Regions from separate parts of the Zea mays genome. Here all the other regions are linked to region 2. Evidence: chromatin contacts called from public Hi-C data. All regions are on one chromosome and are shown on one strand. The core of a region is the stretch at or near the end of the contact, and the rest is flanking DNA. Distances in the headings are between cores, read along the strand shown.

Region 1 (3,283 bases), core at 548-3,047, 180 kb after region 2:
CTCGTGCCCGACGGTAAGCGCGGAGGGACGCAACCTTACTGTCAGACGACGAAGGATCTGAAACCGTTGAAGTAGGTCTGTCAGAAGCTTGTGGAGAATGTTTGTCCCAATTCTGATATGATGTAGTCTTCGTTGGAGTCTTGTAAGACAAGTGGGCATCGCCGCGATGGACCTCACGACGACGAGACGACTCCGCCTCCTCCTGGAACAAGGCCAGCGCACAGGCAGTATCCAAAGTACTAGGACGTTGGACTAAAATTACAGATTTAATGTCGTCGCGTAAGCCATCGATAAATCACATGGTATAGTAAAGGGGATTTGTGGTATGTTCATAGGTGACTAACAGATCAACCAATTCACTAAAATAATCGACGTAGTCTTGCACGGTGGAGGTCTATCGGATATGAAAAAGTTTGCGAATCACCAGTTCGTGTTGTTCGCGACCGAATCGGTCTCGAACCAAACGACAGAACTGAACCCACAATAGAGAAGGCAGGCGGGGTTCCACTGATTGGAGCCAGCGGCCAGCCACCCCTTCAAAATACATGGTGGCAACTTTGACCCAGACCATCTCCTCTGTGGCATACATTTCAAAGTATTTTTTCGCAACGTCGTTGCCATAACTTGGGACTTGAGCCATCAAACGTGGGGAATGTAAGTTTGGGCAACCCGCCACCATGTTTGTTCAGAGCCCCTCTGAGATCTACGTCCCCCCACTAAACCCATTTGGTTGAGCAAACGAAAATGTTGTTGAAGGGGGACGCCACATACCCGTGACCGGGTAGCGGCCATCGACAGTTGGATGCCAAGTCCACTATCCCGGAGGTAGCTGTCGAAGTCGTGCCCGAATCTAGGGCCATCAGTGTAGTCGACGGCGCCAGGTGGGCGCCCCGAACGGATCCAGTGGAGGTGAACGCGCCCGGAGTTCCGAGGATGCTGGGCGACATAGCAAGGGAACCGGGGGAACCGAGGACGCCTAGCATGGTGGCGTCGTTGACGCGCGCTCCGTGGGACCACTAGGCATCCATCTTGGCGATCTCGGCGCACATCCAGTCCATGTTCGATTAGAGCGAGTCGATGGAGGAGTCCACTCGGGGATGCCAAAAGTCGAACATCTGCATCACAGACTCGAGAGCGGCGATGCGGTTGCCAGTCTCCGCTTCGAAGTGGTGCAGACGCCCCTACGTAGCGGCATCCGAGGCTGTGAGATGGGCCTCCACATTAGCGCGGAGGGCAGTGGAAAATTCGGTGACGGATCTGGCCGCATCCGTCACCGTGTTCTCCAGGACGGACAATCGCGACTCCCACTTGCTATCCATGGACTGGATACGCTTGTCCAGCTCGGCAAGCAGGGAGCGGGTCTGGTTCTCCAGAGCAAGGGTAAGGGCCGAATCTGAGATAGATGGTGGCGCCATGAGCGGAGGAAGATTGACTGAATCTGATACCAAGTTGTTAGCAGTAGTAGTAGGAGAAGGTAGATGGGGTTTTGGGAATAACAGAGAAGGGAGACGAAGGACGGAAGAATGTTCTTTCTTAGAGTTTCTGTTCATCCATAAAAACCCCCAGCCAGTAACCAGACCAGGTTAAGTACATCACACACGCTGGCCGCTGCATACACAGCAGGTCTACACCCACTCGGGCCCATATACGCGTCTGTTGGGCCGACACACACGACGAGTTGCCACCTCCTGCTTGCTTGGACCATTCGGTATTGCACCCTCTCGCTGTTGTAGCGGCTGGGAAATCTCCTCTATTGGCGAGTTGGTAACACACTATCGCTACATCATATGCTTCTGTCCAAGCTATATAAGCCGCCGCTGTTGTACGCCGCTTCCTCCATCCACTAGCTGCCCGGCCGGCCGGCTAGCGGAGAAACAGCCCGCCCGCTCGCCTCTGCCTCTGCCCCTGCACGCCCAAGATCCTCAGGCCGGGCCGGCCGCGTGGCAGTGCCGCGCGCGCGCGAGAGCGAGAGGGATCCATGGGCGTCTCCGAGGAGGCGGCGCGGGTGTGGGCGGAGCTGCCCGTGCGGGTGGACTGGGCGGCCGCGGCGGCGCAATGCGCGTCCCTGTGGGCGCACGCGCGCGCGCTGCTGGTCGCGCCAGCGGTGCGGGTCCTGGTGCTCCTGTCGCTGGCGATGACCGTGATGATACTGGCGGAGAAGCTGTTCGTCTGCGCCGTGTGCCTCGCCGTGCGGGCGCTCCGGCTCGGCCCGGACCGGCGCTACCGCTGGGAGCCCATCGGCGGCGGAGTCGGAGACGAGGAGGAGGAGTCCGGGTCCGGCCACGGCGCCAAGTACCCCATGGTGCTCGTGCAGATCCCTATGTACAACGAGCGGGAGGTGAGTGAGTGGCCAATGGCATAGCGCAGCACATTGATGAGCTGGTGGTGGCAAGCGGAGTGGGTTAATTGAGTTGAGAGGGAGGGTGGTGACTGATGGAAGTTCTTTTTTTTTTACTATTAATCTCGTGCATGCTGGAATGGATGGATGGATGGCGGCGAAGGTGTACAAGCTGTCGATCGGGGCGGCATGCGAGCTGGAGTGGCCGTCGGAGCGCTTCATGATCCAGGTGCTGGACGACTCCACGGACCCCGTTGTAAAGGTACGTACGCCGCCGTCGCCGACCCTCTTTCTCACCCCGGTCGCCGGACCTTTTTGCGACCTTCGTGGCCAGGCCAGGCCACTGCGAAACCAATCATATATGCATCGAACGAATGGGATCGCCACGTGAATGGTGCACGCGTCTCCCGTCCCCATGCCTTCTGCTCCTACTTGCGCGTCCTCTTGTGGCCGGCAACTGGCCGTTGGCGCTCGCGGTGCGTAGCAGTTGAGGTAGGTTCGGTTAAGACGCGGACCGAGACCGATAGCCAATTTTTTAGTGTAGGAAACTCCGACCATGTCGCCACGGCGGCACTTCGTCCCGTCGCCGCCGGACATTGTACACGCCCGAGCCACGGAGGGCAGTGCACTGCCGCGCGCGGCGCGCCCCGACACAAAGCCAATCCCGTGCCCGCCGCCGGCGACAGCCCACGCGCGTGGATGCAGAGGCCGCACCGCCACGACCACGAGACGAACAGTCACCCCGCCCCCGCCCCCGCCCCACGACGCGCGCGCATGCCCCACCGGCAAGGCAAAGGCCGTACGGCTCACGGCGGCCTGGCGCGTATGGGCGCGAGCCCGCGACAACAACGCCTGCCGGCTGCGCTAGTGCATCAGCCTTTGCACGTATACTGTGCTGCACTGCTGACTGCCGTGCCGATCGATGCGGCGTGGATGTGGGTGCGC
Region 2 (3,161 bases), core at 371-2,870:
TGTGAAGGTGACAGATGGCCTGGTCTTCGATAACAGTGGCAGAATTGTGATTCCAGCATGGCCACCAACAACTGGGACATCAACATCGATGAGCTTAAGGTTCTTCTTCTGCGCCACAAATGTGTTGGCCCTGACAACATCCAGGGTGGTAACCCCGAAAAGCTTCTTGGGATTGTAGACACCCTTCTGCTTCAGAACCTCAGCTGCAATTGGCACCGTGGAATTCACCGGGTTGCTGATGATATGGATGAACGCCTCTGGGCAACTGTCTGCAACAGCCTCAACAAGTGTCTTGACGATGCTTGCGTTGATGTTAAAAAGGTCATCGCGAGTCATCCCAGGCTTCCTTGGGACCCCGGCAGGGATGACAACGACATCCACACCTTTCAAGCAGTTGGCTAACTCTGAGGGTCCAGTGAAGTCAAGAACCTGAGCAGGCGTGTTGCAGTGGCTGAGATCTGCAGCAACTCCCTTGACATTAGCAATATCATACAGATGCAGCTCGGACACCAGAGGAGACATCTTAACCAACAGGCCCAAGGGTTGACCGATGCCACCGGCAGCACCCAGCACTGCCACCTTGTAAGATGCCTGTGGAGATATCTGAGATCCAGACTTTGTCTTGGGCACAATCCTTGGAGTAACAGCTGCCCGAAGGGATGCATTCCAGCCCAGGAATGACGACTCTGAGCCAGAGCTAACAGATGCCGGCATCTTTAAGCCAGCATAGCTTATGGCTCCAAGGTTCCTTGGCTTTTGGATCAGCGCAGCTTGGGCGCTCACTGGGTTGAAGGTAACGGTTGATGCCATGCCTGACTGCAGCAACAAAGTTCCGTCAGGCACATATGCAGGTGAGGCAGAAGATAATTCAAGACAGAGGATATCTTGAAGAACTGGATTTAGAAGCAGTAAGAGCCAAGAATGAAACGTGTATCAAGCAGGTGATCTATAACGTGAATCGTTCAACAAAATAGATCATATGATTGAGTTCCCTAACTTGCCTGACTTGCCAACTCTATTGAAAATGAGGCCACCATTCCTATTTGCCATCACTAACAAATCGAGCTACACACCTAGACCAAATTGCCTTTCGAAGCATAATCTAATACCCGGACAAGGCATGAAACGTAGTATCTACTGAGAATATGACGGAGAGGAATGGAACCGACCAGGAGAATTCTACAGGGAACGTGCAGATCTACACACGGCCCGAGCGAAGGAACGACTGAGAGGAAGCAAAAACGGAGGAGATCCCACCTGCAGCGACGGCGGCTGGGATCCAACCTAATCGAAGAAGGGCAAGGAGAGGAGATGGTGCTTCGTTACCCTGCGCGCTCTCCTCGGCGGCGGCTTTTGACGGCTCCTTTTCCTGGCTCCCCTGGGGCTCGTTGGGGCAGAGCCGTAGAGGGCAGGGCGGCACGGGGCGGGAGGCTCGTGAGCAGCGGCAATGACCAGCAGGCAGGCAGGCGGGCACGAAAAAGCGCTCGTCTTTGGCCCCCTCGCCCTCGCCTTCGGTGGTAGAAAAGTGCAGGGCAGGAGCGGCGGCGCGTGCCGTGGTGTCTCTATTGCGCCCGACGAACGGACGGAGACGGAGGCGGCGTGGGCGGCGTGCGGCCTAGGAAACAACGGAGGAGATCCCCGCCCGTGCCCGTGGGCGCGTGGACCCGGCCTGGATCTTTTTGCGAGGACGGCCTATAGGTGTACATTTGGGCCGGGCCTGATGGGCTGGCCCGAAGTACGAAAAAAAAGCACGACCCAGACACAGACGACACAAAATAATTTAGTGCCGGGCCGGCACGGCACGATATATCGAGCCGGGTTTGGGCCGATGTCGTGACCCATGGGCGGGCATGAACACGACCCATTTAAGGCAGGCACGAAATGGCCCATATAGAGGCACAAAAAGGCCCATATATTTATTAAAATCACACTTCATTCCACATTTTCATGTACTTGATAAAAACACAAAGCTAGAGATAATGTTAGTTAGATGTTTTTTATAGCTTTGAATTAGAGTATGTGATATAATTTTATTTTTTTTATGAACATTAGATAATGAACTGAACTTACAAACTTTATATAGAGCTGATTATACTCTTTTTCTTTTTAACAAAATGATTTGTAAACGAGGTAGTCATTGCATAGCTATGTTACTTAATACAAATATTAAGTTTGCTTTTGGTCAAATGTATTTGTCTTATCTTTTATTTGTTTTATTAAATTTGTTTTGAATTTCGGGTCTTGATGTGAATTTCGGACCAAAAACTGAATCTTGGGCCAAAAAATGTATTTCGGGCCCTAATGTGAATTTCGGGCTTTTATAATTTCGGTCCGCCCGAAATGAGCCCGGCACGTTTAAGTAATTACGGGCCGGGCCGTGGGCCGAGAGCTAGGCCCGTGGGCCGGTCCAGCACAGCCCAAAATTCAAACGGGCCGGACCGGCCCGAAATTCAAATAATACGGGCCTTTTCGGGCTTGAACCGAGCCAAACCGGGCGGCCCGAATGTACACCTATAGCGCCGCCGTGCGAGTGGCGGACTGGCGGCCCTGGTGCGCCGGGTGTTTGGAGCTGCGTAAAAGTGGGGCGCGCACGGCCAGCCAGCCAGGTAGAAGCCGACGGATTCGGCAATATCCCGCGACGTGGTGGTGCCGTGTACGGTGGAACGCACGCAGGGGAACGCCATTGCGGTTTGGACACGTTTTTTTCCCTGGCTGCGAGCTGGTCGGGGTTGGCGCGGCGAGAGGGACATCACGGACGGACGGACGGACGGACGGTATGCGACTGCGTGCAGCCTGGAAACAAGGGGAGAGCTGGGCCTTCTTGGGCTTCATTTCGTCCGACGAAGTTAGAGATGGCCAAACGGGCCGCCCGGCCCGGGCCCGGTGAAGCCCGGCCAAAAACCGGGCCGGGCCTGCTGAGCCAGCGGGCTTAATTTTCTGTCCAAGCCCGGCCCGCAGCGGGCCTAAACGGGCCGGGCCGGTCCGTTTAACACAAAAAAAACGGGCCGAAAAGCGGGCTAAACAGGTCGGTAAGCACGTTTTAGTGTAAAAAAACCGGGCTTAATGGGCTTAGAGGTAAACGGGCCGTGCCGGGCTAGCCCGCCGTGTCTAGTTTCCTGTCCAAGCCCGCCCGCTTATTCTACCGTGCCGGGTTCGGACCG
Region 3 (2,930 bases), core at 62-2,561, 140 kb after region 2:
AAAATAAGAGAAACAAGCCTTAGCAGTCATAGCCTTTTCAATAAATATTTTATACATTGACAATAAATGTTTATTGGACTCAAAAACTATTTTATAACATCTCTAAATAGTAGATAGCTCCTAATTAGATTCTTTTTATGGACATAACTAAAAAGTGAGTGGTAGGTTTGCATTGTGTTTTATCCTACCCGTGTTATGTGAGCTAGATATAGCAGCAGGAGTTATAGGAAAACTAAAAGATGGAGTAATCATCATAACATGCACCCATTAGTTCGAATATTACAAGTCCAATACACCTCTATCAGTCCAGTTGTTAACTCCTCTATTAACCTAATCAAGTGACAAAACTAGCTCATCCACATAACACGATAAAGGATAATGCTACGATACACCACATCAATTTTGAATGATTCTGACAACTCCAAACACCCTCCAAGGATATCGGATGCCTAGAGAGTCCCGATGTACTGAGAGCCCTAAAGGGTCCCTAATGTCCCAATAGTCACGAGCCCATGAACATCTTAAAAGCCTCAAAATGCCCCTACCCATCCAACAACCATAGGAGCCCTTGAGGGCCTCCGGTCTTCCAACAACGACAGACCCATAGGTCTCAAGAACCCTAGAGCCTAGACATCTCCAGATTTATAAGAGACCATGAATGTCCCGAGAGACATGGATACTTAGACATAAGAGTCATGAGCCCTAGGCCATCTCGAGGGGTACGAAGGCCTCGAAACATTTCGTGAATCATAAAAAGTCTTAAACATATTTAATACATGTCTAAAATTAATTTAATTTAATTTACTAATATGTATGGCATATTTATATGAAATCTAACATGGAAAACAATGATAATAAGACACAAACAAACCATGTGTTGTTGGCTTGCTGCACTAGGAGGAACTAGTAGTAGCCCGGGCTATCTCGAGCAAACTACTTATCTCATTCCTTATCTCACTATTTATTTTAAACTTCACTTTATAAACAGTGTCATATATAGTACAAAACAGTGTTTTACATGCCCGTTTGCACGTTCCGCTGAAGTTGGCCAAGGTACACTGTTGGCCACCTGCATGATTGATGTCATGTGTGTGTTAGCGATGCATTGAGCAAGGCAACCGTCGGACTGCGACCGGCAGCAGGCCACAGATTTATAGTGTGTAGGTCGAATCACGCTCGTGTGTCTTGGTTAATATAAGGCTACCACCAGCTGGGCGAATGTTTCCTCTGCAGTTACATTTGGTGGCTGACACGTGAGGCCAGGCCACGATCAATCCCCCCACGTCAGGCAATCAGCTGCAGCTACGTCCGTGGACGTACCTGCAGACAATCCCGTCGTGCTGGCAGGGACACCAGGCACGTGCAGCCGTTATGAGGCAAGGCCGGACAAAGTCGAGTGCGCACTATAAAACGTGTGGCAAATACACGCCGACGATGTGGGGAGGGGTGCCGGTAGTGACCGGGCACATTCTTGTTCACCCTGGGCCTAATTGGTTACCCATACCATCTCATTTTGGATCACCACATACGTTGACTTTATTTGAGATTATATTTGGTTGCTTGTATATAGCAGTCACAGTCTGCATGGATGGTTACAAAATAAGTCATTTTGATGCTATTAACCTACACCCAGTCATACGCTCAAAATTATCGTATCTAACTAACCAGATCAACTCTGGACGTGCGGCAATCCAATCAGGCTGAGGCCTGCACTACAGTAAAATAATGCACATCCGACGACCATTTAATTTCCGATGGGTTCATACGACACCGTCGAACATAATATTTTGTCCGACGACCTCTAACGGCCCTTGAAAATAACATCTTATATCCGACGGCTTCCAGATAAGCCGTCGGACATAGTCTTATGTCCGACGGTCGTACAGGTAGCCGTCGGACATAACACTATGTTCGATAGCTTCTCTAACAGCCGTCGGAAATAAGATATTTTAACGTGCGCGGGCTGGAAGTCGTCGTTTCATTTGCATCCGCTCGTCTTCTCTATCGTTGTCGCGCGCTGCTCCGCCATCGCTGCTCCTCCGCCACCGCGTGCTGCTCCGCCGTTGTAACCGTGCCGGCCGCCCAGATGCCCATCGCCGCCCCGACACCTTTCCCGACGCCGGCGGCCCCAACTCGCTCCCCGCCCCGCCCACGCCGAGCACCGTCCCGCCGTCAAACCGTTAAGTGAGTATTTTAACTTTGTTAATGTATATTTTATTCTCTAGTTGTCTTTTTTCAGTATTAAAATTTTTGTATGTTTAATATTATTTAGCTTGTTATGTTCTACGGTCGGAATTTGATTATGTAATAAATTTAATTTGTTTTATTTTACTTAGTGGTGTTTAGATAATTTAAACTTTTAATTTCTGAGAGTTTTTATTATGCCCTCGGAAATAAGGTTATTTTATGTAATTTGGCACTCGTGACAATGTTATTTCGTATGTATTATATGTTATTTTGTATATATTATTGTGGTAGTTTATTAGTTGAACTCGTGACACTGTTTTAGTTTACTTAGTGGTAGTTTATTAGTTGAACTACGTAATTTACTTATCCTTTCATGTAGATATAGGGGTGATTTACTTAACTAATCAAGTAAACGTAATCAAGTTACCTCATGGAGGAGGATCGTCGATGGATGTATGAAGGTTGGAAGAAAAGAGGTGCTCTATCAAGTGAGTGGGTTGCCAAGACTGACGCGTTCCTCGACCGTGCTTTTGCTCGGTTAGAGACTGGAACCGATGTTAGGTGCCCATGTAGCAAGTGTCAGAACATTTATTTTCTTGACAGGAGGACTATGTTGATAGATCATTGTAAGAACGGTTATATGTCAGGCTATGAGGTGTGGGTGCACCACGGTGAGGACCCACCTCCTCGTATTGTATCGGAAGTTCAGTCAAATGAAGAGGGGGACTACGATAGGATGGAAG

What was found. A called contact is a pair of places that touch in the nucleus more often than the background predicts.
Region 1: a contact with region 2 is called in a Hi-C map of bundle sheath, with 5 times the contacts expected there. The contact joins the promoter of LOC100501994 here to the promoter of LOC100193663 in region 2. A contact is called at or near these places in 10 of 25 Hi-C or Micro-C datasets (bundle sheath, ear, leaf and 2 more) and 1 of 3 datasets of contacts at active chromatin or transcription factors (leaf).
Region 3: a contact with region 2 is called in a Hi-C map of leaf, with 4 times the contacts expected there. The contact joins the enhancer-like site here to the promoter of LOC100193663 in region 2. A contact is called at or near these places in 2 of 25 Hi-C or Micro-C datasets (leaf and tassel).

Annotation. Positions count from the first base shown.
Region 1 is chr4:86,532,830-86,536,112 of Zm-B73-REFERENCE-NAM-5.0, reverse strand. LOC100501994 reads left to right here and starts at 1,797. Exons shown (of 9, transcript NM_001196584.2): 1 at 1,797-2,338; 2 at 2,502-2,600. The coding sequence starts at 1,979.
Region 2 is chr4:86,714,462-86,717,622 of Zm-B73-REFERENCE-NAM-5.0, reverse strand. LOC100193663 (malate dehydrogenase) reads right to left here and starts at 1,620. Exons shown (of 2, transcript NM_001138756.1): 1 at 1,327-1,620; 2 at 1-816. The coding sequence starts at 810.
Region 3 is chr4:86,569,567-86,572,496 of Zm-B73-REFERENCE-NAM-5.0, reverse strand. No RefSeq gene overlaps it. Among protein-coding and RNA genes, the nearest start is that of LOC100501994, 37 kb to the right of the region's middle. Within about 2 kb of position 1,311, at least 16 of the 20 cell types and tissues checked have an H3K27ac peak or open chromatin away from gene starts, as enhancers often do. A contact at or near this core is called in leaf and tassel, where this site is marked.